Linked DNA regions of Zea mays: region 1 is linked to region 2. The links are chromatin contacts, called in public Hi-C maps. All regions are on one chromosome and are shown on one strand. The core of a region is the stretch at or near the end of the contact, and the rest is flanking DNA. Distances in the headings are between cores, read along the strand shown. Region 1 holds the start of LOC100274970. Region 2 holds the start of LOC100383297.

Evidence for each region. Hi-C and Micro-C count contacts between places; a contact is called where the count stands out from the background.
Region 1: a contact with region 2 is called in a Hi-C map of ear, with 2.1 times the contacts expected there. The contact joins the promoter of LOC100274970 here to the promoter of LOC100383297 in region 2. A contact is called at or near these places in 2 of 25 Hi-C or Micro-C datasets (ear and an unstated tissue).

The regions. Positions count from the first base shown.
Region 1 is chr10:122,017,642-122,020,355 of Zm-B73-REFERENCE-NAM-5.0, forward strand. LOC100274970 reads right to left here and starts at 1,333. Exons shown (of 2, transcript NM_001357707.1): 1 at 1,051-1,333; 2 at 1-563. The coding sequence starts at 321.
Region 2 is chr10:121,859,995-121,862,694 of Zm-B73-REFERENCE-NAM-5.0, forward strand. LOC100383297 reads left to right here and starts at 1,449. Exons shown (of 1, transcript NM_001175957.2): 1 at 1,449-2,700. The coding sequence starts at 1,731. The coding sequence ends at 2,219.

The sequences.
Region 1 (2,714 bases), core at 83-2,582, 160 kb after region 2:
CGGCAGCGGGGGCAGGACGAGCGGGAGGATCACCAGCGACGCGGTGACGCCGACGAGCAGCAGAGCCGGGAGCGACAGGTACCCGGAGCAGAGGCTGCCGCCGCCACGGCTGCTACTAGGCTCCTCCTCCTCCTCCTCCTCCACCACCCTGTGGGTGGCCCTCTGGTGGGAGTGAGACGTCGTCGAAGCGCGCGACGAGGACGCGGCGGTTCCGCTGCCCCTCTCCATATCGCTGGGCGCGGCGGACGGTGCGCTGCGGTTGGGGCTAGCGGCGGCACTGTTGATCAGTTGCTGGGTGTCCTCCGGCCGGGTCGTGCTCATCGTTTCCGGGGCTCAAGAACCTGATGAGCGAAGCGGAGCCGCCGGAGCGCTCGCTTCAGCCGACGCCTCCTCGCGTGCGTGTGCTGCCGTCTTAAGTCCAAGGCGCCGCGCATGCAGTGGCAGTGCACACTGCACACAGGCACACAGCTAGCTACCAGCCTACCACTAGCAGTCTTTGAGCTGAAGCACTCCGTCTCACCACCGCTCGATCGGCGAATCAGGCCAGATCTAGCTAGCTAGCACTGCAGTCTCGGCGGCGAAAAATATCTCGTCAGCACATGAATGAAGCGATGTTATGATCAGATATGCGGACAACTGAAGGAGCGCGTGCGTAAGACATGCGTGTAAATTACTTCACCCAGCAGACCGGTGAAAAGCCATGGACAAAAGCAAGAAAAACACGCAAAGGTATAGTAGGAGGCACAAAACAAGACATCTAGTTCCTTGTTCTTTCAGAGAGAGAGAGACTAATAATAAGAAGAATATACAAGAAAGAGATCGGGCGAGCACCACAATATGTAGTTTCTGAACCCCAACAGTCGTTATATCGTCGTCAGTGAACTGATGAGCGTATATAGGACGATGGGCCCACCAAAAAGCACTCAGCTTGAGAGGGCGGAGGGCCGTGCATACGAATACGATCACATGCAGATAAACATCGGCATCGAGCAAAGGAAGGCACAGACTGCTATCGATCGTAGGCTCGTAGCAGCATGTACAGCAGCGTACCTGGTGAGATGGATTGACGCAGCAGCGTAGCATGTCCATGCATGCCAGTTTTAGCTAGCTGGGTCGCATGAGGAACGAACAGATCCTGTGACTGGTCGTCGTCAACCTCACGCAGCGACGACGATGGAGACACGGACGCAGAGGGGCAGAAGAGAGGTAGACGAGAGACAAGAGGAAGAGGGGTTGGACGTTGGAGGCACCACGCCGAGCAGATGCAGTGCATCTGGCGCAACTAGTCATCGGCGCCCGTGCAAGTTGCTGCGATGGTGCGCGAATATAATATGCGCGAAGGCGGAGAGGGGGAGGGGGCTTTTGCGATGGGATCCAGGCGGGGGCAGGGGTTCATTCGTCTCCCCTGGCCGCAACCCCCGCCCGACGCCTGACCTCAGTCTCGGACGTGCTTCACGCTGCCATTTGCTCGGGTTTTTCCACGCGCCAGCCAGGAGGCCCCCACCGCTGCTCACTCAGCAGCAGCCTGCCATGCCAGCTCCGGCTAAGCTTCCTACTACTTCTACAATTTTTATCTTTATAGACTGCGGCTGCAGTACCAACAGCCCCTTCTTCTTTGTTGCCATCGGCATCGGCTCTGCTGCCCGCGGTTTTCTTAATTCTGCCGGAAATCTAGGGGCGATGTACTAGCTTAATCAATTTATTAATCGCTATGGTCCAGGGATGATTAGACGAGTCGTGGTTAGCTGCCGGCCTTGGCTCTTGCTTCTGAGCTATAAGCAGCTGGGAGAATCGTTGCGGATATATTTCAGCGGCATGTGGTGGCGTGTCCCGACGGAGTACTAATGTATGGTGTTCTTCCCTGTAGATTGCTAGTTTTAGCCAACACTTCAAACAAGCGCTAAATCTGTCGTGAATCAAATGGTTCTCGTGCCAGCCACAAGGGTGATGCTTAAGCGCCTAATGCTTTTGGTAGCAGTGTGCCTGTGCTTAAAGAAAGCCAAATATACGCCAAATGATTCAGTTCATACAATACAATTACTAATAAATTGAGTGATTCTCCTATGTGGTATGACTTAATCAAAAACAAAAATAGTATACGTGCAGGCAGAGGCATTAAAATTAGAAATGGACAACAAAGTAGAATTTGGGATTGGCAGTTGGCTGTCTGATGAGGCATTGTGCCTAGTTATACCGGTGATTTAGGACTTGTTTGGATCCAGGGGTTAAAAGCAAACTGATTAAAGGTTAGCTTCTTCTTAGGAGCTAAAAGTGACTAAAAGGGTACACTTTTATTATTTTAGTCACTCATTCTTCCGGTTTAGATCTTTAACCCCCTAAATTGACTAAACTTTAACCACTTTTTCTTTAGCTCCTGGTATCTAAACAGGCCCTTATTAATTATGTAACCAGAAGAAAGTAAGTGTGCCAAAAATCTAATTATTAGTGGATGACCTCAAGTATATATATGTGGGATAAGATTTAGGAACAAGTGGTGTCGTTCCATCTTAATGACAGTCCAGAAAGCATTATCTGGAAATCTAGGAAAAATGGAAGATTTTCTGTCAAATCTGTATACAATACCTTACTAGAAATGAAACCGGTTTACATTTTAAACACATTTGTAAAGAAAAAAAACCACCAAAAATCAAGTTCTTTATGTGGCTCATAGAAAATGGGCCTTGCTAACAAAAGCTAACTTCATTAAGGGGAAT
Region 2 (2,700 bases), core at 199-2,698:
ATCTCATATGTTGGATTGCAAGAAAATGTCATTGTGTCAAGGTCAAGCACTAAAGCGTAGTACAAATCTTTGTCAAATGGTAACAAAGAAGTTTCTTAAGCTTAATTTTGTATTAACTAAAGATCAGCTTGTACATGGCTTCACCAAAAGTCTTGCGGCGTGTCAGCTAGAAGACTTTGGAAATTAAAGTTGTGGTTGAGTGGTTTATTAAGATATGTGTCTACACCAATTTCTTTATTCGTATGACAATTATTTTAGTAGATTGAGCCATAGATCAATTCTATGATAATTGTTATGAAACAATACGATACAAAGTAGATCAAACACAGAGAAGACACAGATTTAACGTGGAAAACCCCTACAAAGCGAAGAGGAAAAAACCACGGCCGCCGGCCACCAACACTATCACTATCTTTCGGGTGGTTACAAATCGTAGGAGATTTACAATGATGTGATGATCTTCTACGGATTACAAGTGAATTTATAGAGGCGAAACCCTATTGTGAGTAGGGAACGATCCGTACCGCGGGGGTGGAGCCCCCCCCGCGCACCCACAGGCGTCCCTGGGCTGCGATTTTAAAACGGAACAAATTTCAATCTTTGACAATTTTAATACGATGGAGTTAATCGGGTTTAAAACACAAAAGTTATTGCGATTTTAAAATGGAGCAAATTTCTGCGCACAGTTTTAAAATTACCCATGGGGTTTCGCAAAAATACTGCCTTCTTCCTCTCTTCTTCTCCTTCCTTTCACCATGGAAAGGGGAGGGGAGGGGAGGCCAATCGTGTGCAGGGGAGGGGGCCACGCCGACCGCGGGCGCTCGCGGGGCCACGACCGCGGCGCACAGGGGCGTGGGGCGCGTGGGTCAGCCGCCTTCACCGGGGGGCTACGCGGGTGGGGGGAAGGAGGGAGAGGGGGCGCCGCCGCCAGGGAGAGAGAGAGGGAAGAGAGAGGGGCTGCGCGGGGAAGACAAAAACGACGAACACAACGACAAACAATGGAGGAGAGGCTCACCGGAGAGACGACCTTGCTGGAGCCGAGGACAAATTCGTCGATTGAGGACGAACCGTCGGTCAGATCGACGAATCGAAGGCACCAGGACGAAGCTCTCGACGGGACGAACGCAACGGTACCCTCAGATCTGCCGATGACGCACAGATCAAAAGTAATTGCTCGTCGGAGTTATCGCTGGAGTTGGAACCGTACCGAACTTTAGCGAGCAATTCCGAGAGTTTCAGATCTAGACTGGGATGGGATTTCAAATTTCGGAAACGGCTCGACAAGTTCGGCTAGCCTCCGCTTCGCTTGCCAACTTGGGCGTCTTCTTCAGAATTTGGATCACAAATTCTACAATAATTTATAACAATTTAGGAGCCCTAGTTATATATATAATGGAATGTATAAAAAGTTGAACGCTATATATACGAGTATATAGAGAGGCATTGACACTAGAGAGTGTGCGACACTTATTACACGCAGCTCTGGGTTTTGACAGCCCGCCCGCCCGCCCGCCGCGCCTCCCTCGTCCAGTGGGGAGCTGCCACATTCCTCTACCCGGATCACCTTGCGTGTCCGGCTGGCACCTGCGGCCTTCCCCCTCCCCGCGCGTTGCATTGGCTAGCTCCGGTCCGATCCATCCTGCTGGTTCTGGCTTCCATGAGACCCTGACCTGAGGCGCGGTACGTACGGTAGCAGCAGCCTGGTCAATTAGTTAGCTAGCCCGAGCCCCATGGACAGGAGGATGGACAGGCTCCTCGCCTCCTGTATACCGGGCATGGAGGCGGCGGAACGGGAAGACGAGGGGCTGGAGCTCAGCCTCTCGCTGCACCCGTTGCCGTCGTCGCCGCCCAGGTTCCAGGCGGTCTTCGCCTGCTGCTACTGCCCCAGGAAGTTCCGCAGCTCGCAGGCGCTCGGCGGCCACCAGAACGCGCACAAGGTGCAGCGCAACCTGGCGAGGCGAGGCCGGGAGGCCGCCTCGGCGCCAGCCGCGCCGCCGCCGGTAGCCGACCAGGGCATCAGCAGGGCGTCCGGCAGCGAGAGCGCGCCGACGCCGCGCTCCAGGGCGGACCACCCGGGCGCCGATGCGTGGCACCACCGCCGTCAACACTACCTTTATCCGCGCCCGGCCCCGGCGGGGGGTGCACAAGCCTCGTCCGGTGCATCGAGGGCCGGCGGAGAGGACGGGGAGGAGATTATTGACCTGTCCCTCAAGCTATGAACTTATCCATCCATCCATGAGAGCTAGCTAGCGGCCCAGCACTACTAGCAGCAGTTCTTCTGATCCTCTTGGTTCTCTTCCATTAGCTTATTGCTTAGTCGTTTCTTCATCACGTCATTTATTATTTCTTGTTTGATGATCTACGGTACGCGTGTGCTATTCCTTGTCTCAGCTTTGTGGACTCGTATGATGCATGATTGAGATATTCTTGTGTCGAATTCAGGGACGGAGCACGCAGGGGAGTAATTAAGGTAATAATTGGGTGCACTCATCAGAACCTTCTTCCCGGAGCTGGATCTTGTAGTACTATACTAATGCTGATCGCTCTGTGACAATGTTCTGTCCTAGAATTGCTACCTTTCGGACTTAGCTTTCCGCAGGTTTCAGGTAACCAATGACTGCTTTAGCTTGTTGCTCTAGGGATTTTTTTTTATTGTTCAGTGGCCGTCGTCTCTCCCAGTAGCTAGTCCTTCTAGTAGTC